Regions from separate parts of the Rattus norvegicus genome. Here all the other regions are linked to region 4. The links are chromatin contacts, called in public Hi-C maps. All regions are on one chromosome and are shown on one strand. Each heading gives the region's core, a stretch centred on a gene start, on an enhancer-like site or on the middle of the called end of the contact. The rest is flanking DNA. Distances are from core to core; before and after follow the strand shown.

The links. A called contact is a pair of places that touch in the nucleus more often than the background predicts.
Region 1: a Hi-C map of Schwann cells shows a contact between it and region 4, with 3 times the contacts expected there. The contact joins the promoter of Lrrc58 here to the enhancer-like site in region 4. A contact is called at or near these places in 1 of 12 Hi-C or Micro-C datasets (Schwann cells) and 1 of 1 datasets of contacts at active chromatin or transcription factors (oligodendrocytes).
Region 2: a contact with region 4 is called in a Hi-C map of Schwann cells, with 2.9 times the contacts expected there. The contact joins the promoter of Rabl3 here to the enhancer-like site in region 4. A contact is called at or near these places in 1 of 12 Hi-C or Micro-C datasets (Schwann cells) and 1 of 1 datasets of contacts at active chromatin or transcription factors (oligodendrocytes).
Region 3: a contact with region 4 is called in a Hi-C map of the A7r5 cell line, with 5 times the contacts expected there. The contact joins two enhancer-like sites. A contact is called at or near these places in 3 of 12 Hi-C or Micro-C datasets (the A7r5 cell line, the Rat2 cell line and liver).

The regions. Positions count from the first base shown.
Region 1 is chr11:76,366,570-76,370,076 of GRCr8, reverse strand. Lrrc58 (leucine rich repeat containing 58) reads left to right here and starts at 1,768. Exons shown (of 4, transcript NM_001195558.1): 1 at 1,768-2,306. The coding sequence starts at 1,822. It overlaps Btnl12 (butyrophilin-like 12), which reads right to left and starts at 632. Exons shown (of 5, transcript XM_063270931.1): 1 at 1-632.
Region 2 is chr11:76,686,172-76,689,302 of GRCr8, reverse strand. Rabl3 (RAB, member of RAS oncogene family-like 3) reads left to right here and starts at 1,622. Exons shown (of 8, transcript NM_001108319.1): 1 at 1,622-1,683. The coding sequence starts at 1,638. Gtf2e1 (general transcription factor IIE subunit 1) reads right to left here and starts at 1,471. Exons shown (of 5, transcript NM_001100556.1): 1 at 1,376-1,471.
Region 3 is chr11:76,720,845-76,724,023 of GRCr8, reverse strand. No RefSeq gene overlaps it. Among named protein-coding and RNA genes, the nearest start is that of Gtf2e1, 35 kb to the right of the region's middle. Within about 2 kb of position 1,698, at least 11 of the 93 cell types and tissues checked have an H3K27ac peak or open chromatin away from gene starts, as enhancers often do. A contact at or near this core is called in the A7r5 cell line, where this site is marked.
Region 4 is chr11:76,543,363-76,546,711 of GRCr8, reverse strand. No RefSeq gene overlaps it. Among named protein-coding and RNA genes, the nearest start is that of Ndufb4, 24 kb to the left of the region's middle. Within about 2 kb of position 1,936, at least 59 of the 93 cell types and tissues checked have an H3K27ac peak or open chromatin away from gene starts, as enhancers often do. A contact at or near this core is called in the A7r5 cell line and Schwann cells, where this site is marked.

The sequences.
Region 1 (3,507 bases), core at 519-3,018, 180 kb after region 4:
ACTCTTCAAGCAGTATACTTAAAATTTATCAGTTTGCGTCTCTTTGCTACAGCTCCATTTTCTACCCTCTTTCCTTCACTGTTTATTAAAAAGGGAGTTTCTGTCCTATTCAGGACTTTCTGCTTAGCTTCAATGTCTATTATTGAGATCATCTTTTCCCTATTGCCTGATGTGTAATTTTAGCTTTTTCTGATGCCCTTTTCCTCATTTTACATTGTTACTGTTTAATTGTTGTTTTTATCGAGGGTACACATTTTTAAGGCATTAAGTATTCTTGATCACAGTAGGGTTCCTTCTAGAATATTATTTTGATCAGATATCTTCAAGACACTTGCAGATTTATTTATTTTTAGACACGGTCTCTCTCTCTCTCTCTCTCTCTCTCTCTCTCTCTCTCTCTCTCCTAAAACTGTAGAGCAGGCTGACCCTCAGAGATAGTCCTACCGTTGCCTCCTGAGAGTTGAGATTAAAAGCAGGTACCACTGTGCCTGGCACACATTTTTTAATTCCACCCATGGGTTGTTAAACTAACAAACTATATCCTTCCAAGTCAACTCAACCATAAAGCTTAGCTGTGAAGAAACATGAAGTCTCTCATCTACAAAACCGAGGACATGAGATTATGTTCTTTAGGGAAAAAAGCAATTTAATCCCACTGGTTACCACATAACCTTGTGACTTTCTTGTACTTAAGCTCAGTAAGAAACGCTAAGTAGTTCTCTCATTTCCATTAATGACTTTAAAATTACAAAATGTAATCTCAGAAAAGGTTGAAATTGAAATGGGATCAGGATGAAAATACATCTACTGGAATTAGTGAATTAGGGCCAGAGTCAAGAATTTCCCAGTTAAATTCTATCTAGGACTCTCTGAATGCTTTCTCCATCTGAGCTCAGTGTAAACTAGCTCAAATCAAGGGACCTCCTCTATCTGCTCCCACGAGAGACCAAAGCCCACAGGAGTGATTCTGTAATGGATGTGAGCAAAGTTCTTATTCGACACACATTGCTTTTGTTATTTTGGTTTTTTGAGACAAGTTTCTCTGCATAGCTGTGGCTATCCTGGAACTTGCTCTGTAGACAGTGCTACTACTTTAAAAGACAAAGGGCAAGTAAGGAAGGGAAGGAAAACTTTAAGCAAGTTTTCCAGATGGGGCGACTGCAATCTCTCTGCCTTTGGCTTTAGCTTCGAAGAGGCCTTTGTTCTTTCCCTTGTAGCCCTGGTTAGCCTGGTACTCGCTATATAGGTCAGGCTGGCCTCAAACTCAGTACACTTCAACATTTCGGAGTGGGGACTAGGGGCGTGGGTCACCAGTCCGCTCTCCTGCAGACTTAAATTCTCGGGCTACGTTCCAGTCATGGCTGCTCTCTCTGGATCCGGCAGAAATGGGGGCCCTGTCTCAAGTGAGAACAAAGGAGGCGGCGCCCCGTGACGCGTCGGCCTTCGGGCCGGATCATCAGCCCCGGAGCTGTTTACTCTGGCGGCCAAGGCCATGGGGCACCCGAATATAAAAAGCGAGCGGCCCGCTCTGGGGAGCCTCAGGCTTCCGGCTCGCTACGTGAGGTCCGCGACGCCCGGGCGAGCCTAGCTCCCTCAGACTATCCAGTGAGCACCAGGCCTCCGCTGCGCAGGCCGCGCCGCGCGCCACGTGAGGAGGAGCCTGCCCCCGAGCGGCGCGCGCACCCCGCGCTGGACATCGCGTGACTCGGCCACCCCGCGGGGTGAGCGCCCGGGCCGGGCCGCCCCGCGCCACTTCCGACGCGGCGCTCGCTTCAGGTTCCGGGGCGCGCCGCCTCGGCTAGCGGCCTGGGGTCCGGCGGGATGGAGGAGGCCGCGCTCGGGGAGGCCGAACTCAACTGGTCCCGCCTCAGCGTGTCGGCCGAGGCGCTGGAGTCGGAGCTGGAGGCGCGCGCGGAGGAGCGGCGCGGCTCACGGGAGGCGCTGCTGCGGCTGCTGCTGCCGTATAACCGTCTGACGTCGCTGCCACGGGCGCTGGGCAGCGGCTTCCCACACCTCCAGCTCCTGGACGTGAGCGGCAACGCGCTCACGGCGCTGGGACCCGAGCTGCTGACGCTGAGCGGCCTGCGCACGCTGCTGGCCAGGAACAACCGGCTCGGCGGCCCGGGCTCGCTGCCCAAGGGCCTGGGCCAGTCGCCGCTCTGCCGCAGCCTCCAGGTACTCAACCTCAGCGGCAACTGCTTCCAGGAGCTGCCGGCCTCGCTGCTGGAGCTGCGCGCGCTTCAGACCCTCAGCCTGGGAGGCAACCAGCTGCAGAGCATCCCCGCCGAGATCGAGAACTTGCAGAGGTGAGTGGCTGCGAGACGGGATTGGGAGGGGGGGTTGGGGAGCCGGGCGGTGGCCCGAGCTCCGTGGCACCGTGTTGAAGGGCGGAGGAGGGGGTGCTACTGGCGAGCCATCGCCGCTTAGCGTCTAAGGTTGAGTGGGTGGTGGCCTTTGGGTTGTGTTTGGCCTATGCAGGTCTTTGAGGCATTTTCGCCGCACCCCTACCTGTACCCCCACCCCCGCCACTCGCCCCCAATGAACTCTGGAACTCATTGTGTAGACCAGGGCCAGGGTAGCCTCGAACCCACAGAGATCCGCCTGCCTCTACCTCCCAAATTCTGCGACTAAAAACATGCGCCACTAAGCCTTATTAAGACTTCGCCTTGGGGTTGGGGATTTGGCTCAGTGGTAGAGTGCTGGCCCTGGGTTCGGTCCCCAGCTCCGAAAAAAAGAATAGGAAAAAAAAAAAAAAGACTTCGCCTTATTTCTTGAGTCTAGTGAGGGAGCCAAGTGGGCGCCCAGTAACAGAGGTGGGCGATTTCTTACTGGGAAGTCTTCCGTGGCTTTGCACGCGTTTGCATCAAAGTGGCATTTAACGTGGCGTAGGAAGTGCTCTGGCCTACTTGGTTTTTATTCTATTTCCAGTTAGCCCCTTTTAGCCGTAGCCAAAGTACCATTTGTGGAGTTAGTGAGCCTTGCACTCCCCCCTTTTATAGAAAGCAGCCCTTGTCCTTGTATTGGGTGGGGTCGGGCAAAACCTCTTCATGCTGCCCTTCCTTTGACCCTGAGGAACTATTCACATTTCAAAATCTTATCTTAGGAGTCTTTTCTGTCCCCCCCCCCTTTTTTAACTGTTCCCAGGACAATTAACGCCAAACTGTACTTCCTCTGTATGTCACACGCCCCTCCATTGTATTTATGTTATTGAATATAGTTCCTTCTTTACAGGAACTGTCTACCTCTTCTAAGCTTAGTCAGTAATGTAGAGTGTACTGGAGTAGGGAGGTACAGAAAAGGGTAATAGAAGTGCCCTAAGGTGTCCTGCAGGGGAGTGGGAAGTAAAACAACAAGAAACTATCTTCCACTTGTTAAATAGTTTCAGCTCCTTTATTGGATTAGCCAAGATAAAAGAATGTGGAGCTAGAAAGAACCTTCGAGTTCACAGGGAAAACATTGATTGGAAATAAGACCTTTTCTTCACATCTCATCCTTCCTTCCGCTGGC
Region 2 (3,131 bases), core at 373-2,872, 140 kb before region 4:
CATCCACTTTCAGAAGTGTCTTTGACAAAATACCATCCTCCCTGGAAGACTCACACAAGGCAGCTCAATCTCTGGGTTTCTTAAAGCCCCTTAAATCAAGTTCTGAAATTGACAGCCCGTGTGGGATGTTTTCAACATTTTATGAATTGGTTGTCAACAATTAAAAATCTTGGTGCCTATAAATCTCCTCTTGCAGATCCGAAGTAAATGACAAAAGTGGGCCCACGTTACTGCATTACCTAGTCTCTAGGGGAAGTGACTCTCAAGAAAGCAACTTCTCTGTCTATGGAGACTTCTTGGTAGGGTAGCTACTGGTCTTCATTATCTTCTTTTTACATCTCACAACTTCACTTTACCCAGTCCAGACCTAGATTCTAATTGTAAAAACATGTAAGGACTACTGTGCCCCTGGTTTGGAATTGAGAGAATCAATAGTTGAAACCACTCTGCTTTTAGCATAACCATCCTCATATCCACCCACCAGTTCCCTCCGTCCTCAAAGCTAAGCCCAAACCTTTCTCCTACCCTCCTTGGGCATTGAGTAACGTTTCCTGGCCTTCCCAAATCCCCAACAGTAACATCTAATGCTCTCCCTCACACTTCCTCAGAATCTGGGCAGTTTCTACCTCTATGACCAGAGACTTCATCTTGTTCAATGCTACCGCCTAGCATAAACTACTCAGAGACTTAAATCCAACTTTCAATACATCCTCTGGGCACGTGTTCTTGTACTATACCCATCCTGCCAGCTTCTACACAAATCACTTGTTTCACACCTGCATCCCAGTAATGAGAGCTATAAGCCATTCTTCTTACTTTTAATTTAACTTGTAATTGCTTTAAGCAAGGAGTTCCTAGATTAAACGTGTGATATTTGAAAAACCATACTGGATGAAAAGTAAGGGATAAAAGAACAAAGTGGGTGCAGGAAGCCCTTTTAGTTAAGACTATTTTAAAACACTACCTCTCAGGTTCTAAAAGAACGTGGATTCTACAGAGCCTCTACAGTTTTCTGTTACTGTATTTTACGAATTCTCCATCCCTTCGTCCTTTAAGGGGTCCACGACGGAGACAGCTCTGGACCGAGGTGGCTCCACCAGCTGTGTTCAGACGTGTCCAAACCCTGAGACCCCACAGTCCCTCAGACGCGCCCAGGGGCTTCCTGGGCCACACTTGACGCCACCAAGCCCGTCCTACCCGAAGTCGCACATGGGCCGCTCCGGGGCAATGGTTCTTTGGAAGACTAAGAACAGGACCAAAGCAAGAGGTGGCCGAGGAGAGGGGACTAGAAAAGGAGAGGGGCAGATAGGAGGAGCCATGAAATAAGCCACGCCGGGTCAGAAACCGGGAACAAGGAGCAGGGAATGAGGTTTACCCAAATGGATGCTCGAACACTCCCACTACAGCCGCCCTCAGCACCTCAACTACCGGCTTCAGCCAGCCCACGCCACTTGCGAGACAAGGACGAACGCTTAATTCCTGCGACCAGTTTGGAAACCGCCCGTTAATCCGCACAGCGAAGCTTTCGATCAGTCACGTTCTGACCGACCAATAAGATGATATGCCCTGCCCACAAGCCCTGCTCGGATTGGTGAGAATCCAGGAAGGGGCGTCAACCTCAAGGAAATCGTGGCAAGATGGCGTCCCTGGATCGAGTGAAGGTTCTGGTATTGGGAGACTCAGGTGAGCAGCTTAACCCGCGTCTGGGACTACCGACGAGCCCGAGCTTCCAGATACCCCCTCACATTTCGTATTTTTACCCACCAACTTCCTAGCGCTTGGGTCCACGGCTGAAATTCCTTTCAAGACCTTAAAACTACACTTCCCAGAGGACTTTGCTCCTTTTGTCGACGTGGTGGCGTGGCGGGAGGTGGGGGCGCAGAGCCCCGGTCTTTCTGTCTTTCTGGTGGTCTCCCAGGCAACCCCAACCTAGAGTCTACTGTCAATTCCTTTATTGCTCTTGTTAAGCAAACAGAACTTGATGCGATCGCGCCTTCAGGAAACTTTGTTCATTGAGTCAAATATACACTAAGAATACACTGACCTGTATTAACAACTTTAATTCTAAAATCAGACTTTTAACTCCATTCTACAGATGAAAACTATGAGAGGAACTGGTTCGAATCCACAGTAGCACGCAGTGAGATGTTAATTAGATGGATTTTACTTTTAATTACTTTCTACATACCTGAGAACTGAACCTGGGTCTCTTGTGCAACAAGAGATGCTCACTGAACCATCTTTCCAGCTGTTCCACCGCAAGCTTTGTTGTTGGGGAGTGGGGTTGTAGGGTAAGACATGGTCACACTAATTAGTCAGGACTAATGTAGAACTGACTATGCATGTCAAGCTGGTCTAGAACTCACTATATAAACAAGGCAGGCCTAAAACTAATATACACCTACCCCTGCCACCAACCTTCTTTTTAAAGACAAGCTCTCCCCTTGGCCTGGAGAATAGGCTAAGGCTGTCAGGCCAGCAAACATCAGGGATTGCTTATCTCTGCCTCCCCAGCACTGATGTACAGACATAGGCCTCTATACCTGGCCGCTGTGTGTCACTTCTGTGGACACAACTCGGGATCTCAAGCTTGTAGGGCCAGCACTGAGCCCCAGGTGATTCCTTTGTTTGTTTGTAAGTACACTTTGTATATGATCACAGTAACAACATGGTCATAGAAAAACATCATGTGGTCTAAGGTGAATTTTGCTTTTTATACCTTCTCAGTTGTTGAAAATAGCATTTTTATAATAAAACATAAGTAGGGATGATATGTGTGTGTGTGTATAAATTATAGCACACAAAGAGATTTCCTAGGTTTTTTATATAATTAACTACAGACAGTTAAATGAATGAGTGACTCCACAGTAGTAAATAAAAGACTCTCATCCCTTTTCTCTCCACCTTGGTCTTAAAGAGGTGCCCTTTAGTGTTAATGAAAAGGTTGCCTGAGCCCAAGAGATCTAAAAGTAGGTGAAGCACTGCTTTAAAATAAAAAGGCATGATGAAGAAAAGAATGTTATCATCATCATCATCATCACCATCATTAACGTTCAGAGATGGGGCCATGTGGTTAACTGTTTTCTTAAGACCCATGTGTGGACACTAAAGTCCTTTGAGTATGAAACCGT
Region 3 (3,179 bases), core at 449-2,948, 180 kb before region 4:
CCAGCTATGTATCACCCAAGTATTTTTTAAAGATAACTTGGCAGTGTCTACTGGAGTGTAAACGGACACAGCACATCCTGTTGATTTGTATCCAGGGTTTCATGTGCTGGGCTGGTCCACCGTGTAGGAGTGCCGGGGGGACGGGGCCATGTAAGAGTTGGGGCCTGATGGGGTCACATCACTGGCAATGGGGATGGACTAAAGCCACCTTCAGAGAGGCTCTTCGAATTGTAATACAGTAAGTCCATCCCATGGACCTGGCCTCTTCTGTAAATGGCCACTTCCTTCTCCACCCTTTTGTGTTACAGCCAAGTGGGCCCTCAGTGGCGGCCAAACAGAGATCTCTGATCTTGGGACTTTCAGTCTCAGAAACCTCATTAAACACAAATCTGTGAGAGGAATGAGCTTCAGCAGTTTGTCACAGTAACATGACCAACATACGCTTTGCCTATTTCTCTTATGATTCTGTTACATAAATAACCAAAAAGAAAAGGAAAATGTAGGGGATAGGTCCAGTCATTAATAAAGGAGGTCACGAACCATCACATGGTATTTTAAAATTCTATACTGCTCTAATGTTTACAAATATGGATGATGGTGTGTGTAATCCCATTTACACAGGATGGGTGCTAAAGGCATAGAAGACATATGGAATGATAAACAAGCTCTCAACAATGGCTCCTTCAGAACGGTGAGATGGGGATGGGCGGAGGAGCTCTCATATCTTCCTAATTGGGTGATCTTGAGGTATCAGATACATTTATGTAACAGTGAGACTATACAACCATCTTGTATGTCTTCACATGGTTCAGGAACCTGGCCCTTGTACTCTTCCTAGCTTAATTTCACAGACTTATTTACATTGGGTAGGCGATAATGTACTTCTGTATGACGGGAACGGGGGCTGACTGCTGAAACTGGGTCATGCACTAGGCCTAGCAGCTTTGTAAGTGAATTCGAGAGGCTGCCTCTGGTTCTCAGGACATAAAGCTCATTCTGAAGAGGCTGTTTAATCTGCTCCTGCACTTAAAGGGGCACGGGAATTGCTTCCTCTCTTTAGCTCTCCAAAGGAAGATTTCATTATCTTCCCTTTTCTCAACCCACTCTGGCTTGTCAGGTTTTAAGAGTGTCTGCATTAATCCTGTTCAGTTTATTTTCTTTTATGGCAGGGTAAAAGAAAAAATAAAAAAAGACAAAACCCACGAATAGACAACAAGTTTACCACAGTTCCCAGTTTTCTAAAAAGTCTTCATTTTCTGGGAGGGAATTTTAAGCTATTAAAAAAAGTGACAGCAGCCCAACTGTTAAAGGCAGCATAGCTTTGAAGTCAGAGCACAAAATAAATACCACGTGAGCCACGCTACTGACTTCAAGAATCTGTAGGCTTTCTCTTTATTTCCAGTGAGGGGGGACCCAGCCCAAGGCCTGGTACCTTGGAGCTCTTCTGGACACTGAGTGCCACTCCCAGGTCTCATGACTGTTGCAGTTGAGAATAAGATACTGTTATTTTATACTTCCCTTTTTAAAACTTGGGAAGAAAAAGAAAAAGAAAAGCACCACATCTACACCTTTTATCCTGTGGTCCTGGCTAGAATTCTAGGCATGGGGCCAACTGAACAAAGTGAACTGGCCCTGCTGTTCTGGTTTCCTGCGGGTACTCCAACCTTACAACACCAACAGTGATAAAATACACGATTATTCCTCCCTTAGTCATGCAGATGACGAGCTAAATACCACAGCAAGATGGGGAAATAGAAGCCCAATTAAATGCCATTCCTTTTGTGACCAGTGACACTGCCAATTCCAAATCTGCCTTGTACCTTAGTCTGTCAATTAAAATACCCCATGCCTGGTTTTGCCTTCCTCTCACATGTCACAAATCATTTTTTATTGGTGTTGCTTGGCTTTATTTTAAAAATATGTGGTCGCTTGCCTTCATAAAATACTAGCTAAAATAAACCTAGGGGCCTAGTACAATCATTTCATAATTGACTGTTGAGAAAATGACCAGGAAGTTATACTACATGAGAGAGAGCATAAGAGGTAACAGTGTCTGATCAGATAGTGTGGGATTAGTACCTGGTCCCCTGACTTCCCCCAGGATGTGCTGAATGGATTTTTAAAGGTCATTTAAATGTAATATTCCTTAAGGTGTTTTGTGGAAAGGCACGTGAGGAGGTTTCAAAATAAAAAGCATTGACTACAAGGGTGGACAAAATGAAACGCCAGATACAGCTGTATAGCCCAGGGCTACAGTAGCTTGTCACCTGAGCCTTAGAGAAACAGTGTAAGTGAAAGTGAGTCATATCCAGAGAGATAATATTATAATATACAGGTTATGTGTTACTGAGAAAAAACAGTAACTGCCTAAAGGAAAAAAAGAAGCCATGGTTAACCTCCCATGCTGGCTCCTAGGGACAGGGAGATGGCTCCTTGGTTAGGGAGCCATCTTGACAGGCCCTGCCTTTGGATGCGTAGAAGCTACAACTATTTGAAAAGACAACTAGCTGAAAGGAACAGGAAGATCTTGGAACACGAAAACTTCCCAAGGCCTTTGAGGGGAAAAGGGATGACATGGAAAAGAAAAAGCTGAAATTTTAGTCAAATTTCATGGCAGAACCCCTGAGAATAACTAACAGATTCTTACAGAAAAGGATATAAATTAATTTTTTTTTTTGCCTAACAAAAGCCCTTTTCTGATGCCTCCTCCCAATTCCCCCCAGCCTCCTCCACAGACTGCCATTAATGGTACTGGGGAGAAATCCATTCAGGTGGTGTAGACCCTCGCTTCTCTCTCTACAAAGGAACAGTAGTTTCCCAAAGAAATGCTACTAGATGTCATCTTCTAGGTTGAGGTCCATTAAAATCTTAAGGGCAGTAGAAAAGGTGGGCTATGAGGAAACTAAAACAAATATGAGAGCCAACCCCATCAGAGGAACGGACTCCTGCCTGTCCCTGCTGTATGCTGTAGGCAGTGATAACTCCTAATACCCTGGGTCCTCTTTACACTGGCACTGCATGCATTACCACCTTTGGGAACAGGCCCGCCCCCGCCGGAGCTTCCAAGGCTAACAATAGACACTACTTCCATTTTTGGGTTTTCTGTCACTAACTGCCTTCCCATAACAAGTTCCTGAGCAGCGTGAGACAAACACACCTGTCTGATGAAAAGCTCTCCT
Region 4 (3,349 bases), core at 687-3,186:
TCAACAGAAGCAGAGCTTGACTGGTTTCGGTTGTGAATTTTTCATTGGCAATAAATATTATTTGTGTTATGCAGTGTCTGTCAAGGCCATTCTGCTCCCATGGATTTACAAGTTCCCCAAATCCTCTTCTGTAGTGACAATAGACAGGAGGTATAATTTAGAGGCTGTTAACTTGCCAGAAATTTTGCAAAAGTATCTTACAGACGGAATAAAGGATTCCCTAGAGTTCTGTGGAATATGCTAGCTTTGCCAGATCCCTGCTGAGTGTCAGATGTGTTGGGATCCCACAAACTTATGACAACAACTTTCTGTTTTTTCCCCTCCCAAATCAACACCCTGTCGGTGCAAGCAGATCCAGAGCACAAAAGTCAGCCCTGGAAAGAAGAGGAGTTAGTGTCAGTCAGAGGCTTGCTGGATGATGAAAGGAAAACGTGGAAGTTGGCAGAGGAAGGAGGACAAAGGAAAGGCGGCTACCCGGGTCCTGAGGGATTGAAAAAGCAAGTGGCCATTTCCCTAGGGCTGCACGGCTCCTGGCAATACCCTGAATTAATGGTTGTTTGCCTCTGGTTTAACAAAAGAAAAGGAATCTGGGGTGTTTGCCCAGAGCCTTTAAAAATAACCTCATGCTACCGACCTAAACAATGTTTTAGGGACATTTTATTTTTGCCCCGAGAGAGGCATAGCTCTTTTATGAAAGAAAAGTTGCTTGTTTTGTTTTGGGACTGGTTCTCACTTTGCAGACCAGGCTGGCCTCTGCCACTGTGCCTCTCCCCAGTAAGTTGCTGATTTTTGAAGGAGAGGTTTGGGTTCTGACCTCTGAAGAGAAGAGGGGGGTGGTCATAGGAAGGTCCTTTATGGGGAACAAGCATCCTAGTCGAACATCTGAAAATCTGCCCCTCCTTCACGTGATGCTCATATCCACTGCCTATTGCCCAGTGGTCTCCCTTGCTGACCCAGGACCACTCCCCGCGGGTGTGGCCGCCCCAGTCTATAGCTGCAGACTCCTATCTTGTTCCTGTTGCTCCAGTGCTGTGGGTCCTTCTTTGTCTCTCCCTCAACCGCTGCTCCCGGCCTCTGGACTTGCATTTCCCATACAGAAGTCTCGCCTTTGTGTCCTTTAGGAAGAGCAGGGCTTCTGCCTTGTTTAATAGCAACCTTAAGGAGAGGAGAAGAGGGAGAGAGGCAGGAAGGGAGGGGGAGACAAAGAGGGGGAGGGGAGAGGAAGAGGGGGAGAGGGAGGGGAGGAAGAAAAGGAAGGAAGGAGGAGAGACAGAGAGAGAGAGAGAGAGAGAGAGAGAGAGAGAGAGAGATATTTTTCTATCTCTCAGAGAACATTCTGCTCCTTGCAGGTTTTTTTTTTCCTCTCTCGCAGATCTGAAGACGGAGGGAAGAGGGAAGGCAAGGAGAGCCGGGCGTGCCTTGGCTACTGTGGAGTTGGGTTCACCTTAGGACTTATTTTGGATGGCCTCCAACCTAGACTGGGCAGGCCCACCCCCTAAGCATAGAGGTCTTGTTTAGTACCAGCGTCATATTTGAGGCAAGCAGATGAAAGTCCAGAAAAAGTCCCCCTTTCAGGCATATTTGCAGCACTTACTTGCGCGACACGTATTCAAGAAAAATGTTTGTTCACCCTCCTGCATGCCCTCCCATCAGCATGGGCCCTTCATAGATGCCTCCTCTGGGCCTTAGGACCTTGGCAATCAGACAAGCTCTGGCATTAGGCAGCAGGATTTGGAAAAGCCAAGACCTTGGGAAAGGAAAAAAAAAAGTCTTAAGTAGCCAAAGCTGGGTTACGTAATCCTATTTCTCTTGGGATCCGGATGGTGAGGTTCTTCAGAGTAGCCAGTAGGGGGAGCTCAGGGCGTTTATCAGAACTCCAGCGATCCAATGGTCAGGAGCCAAGTCGAGGCACAAATAAAACAATGAGCCTTTGTGATTTCTCTTTCAGCTCTTAATTCCGAGAGGCTTCAACCAGGACGGCCTGATCCCCACCCTGCGAGCTTCTCCCAGGGCGCCTTAATAGGCTTTCCGGAGTCTGTAGAATCAAACTCCCCGCCCGCCCCCTCCTCCTAAGTCTCAAGTTGGTTTCCCAGGCTCTCTTAGCCTCCCTGCCTTGCTTTTGTCTTCCTCCCTTTCCTGTCTCTTCAGTTTCTTTGTTTCTCTGCACTATCCTCGAGTCACTAGTACAAACTATGAAAAATGTGTGGGGGATGAGCCCACCCCCAGACAGAACTCTGAAATACACCAAAGCCTGGCACTTTGAATACAATCTAAAACATGTTGGTAAGCAAAGATGGCGAAGTCCGCCACCACGTGGCTGTGCGGTCACATCTTTCACGTTATTGTCTTTACATTAAGCGGCCCTTTGCCAACACAAAGCAGCTGTTGGGTGACTTGACTACCTCACTAGCTACGGAGACTGGGTCTTTCAGAGAAGGCACTGCCAGCTTACAACGGTTAACTCCAGTTACTGGCTTTCTGATTTTTGAACACTGGTCTCTCGAACAGTTCTAGAGCATGATGGAATTTTTAGAGTCAGGGACTGTTGTAGTCCAGATAAAAAAAAATGGAAATCTGCCCTGTGCCTCAATCTCCCTTGACCTGTGAGGTTTGGGTTCCCTGGGTGGGTGTGGGCCAGAAGGACTTCCTTTTTCCTTTTGGTTTTGTTTTGAGATAAGGCCTCACATAGCCCAGGTTGGCCTCCTTGAACTCACTAAGTATCTATGGATATCCTCGTGTCCCTGATTTTTGCCTTCTCCTAAGGGATAGGATTAAAAGTATGCACCACACTTCGGTCAAGTACCTATCTTTATTCACAGAAAATTTCTCTTAGGAAAACACTCATTGTATTTCTCTCCAAACTTAAAATTACTGGTGTGAGTGTGTGTGTGTATCTTTGAGGAAAATAGAGATTACATTCTCCCTGGGCTTTTGGGCCCTAGGGAATCTAGAAAACATGGCTAAGAATGTTTGTTAAATGCCAGAAGGTTAGATGACAGTCGACTGGCATAGCTTACCCATGACCAGAAGCTGTTTGGTCTGAAGATTTAAGAGGCACTGTGAAGGGAGGTTCTCTCAAACCTGATGCTGTGGTGGTATGAGCATTGCGGCCTCCTAATTTATGGCCATATGAATTCCATGGCCCCGCCTCCCATTCCAATAATAGTCACGTGAGTCCCTGAGAGGAAGAAACTAATGAGATTGGATAGGGCGCAATACCCTTCAAGTTAGGCATGCTAGCTCCCTCCAGGAACCAAGGCCGGAAGCTGAGGTCTTGTGTAACCGCGTCCTTGCCATGCTCAGTACTCGGTGACTGCTCTTACTCCCTAGTTCCAAAAGCTAACAGGGT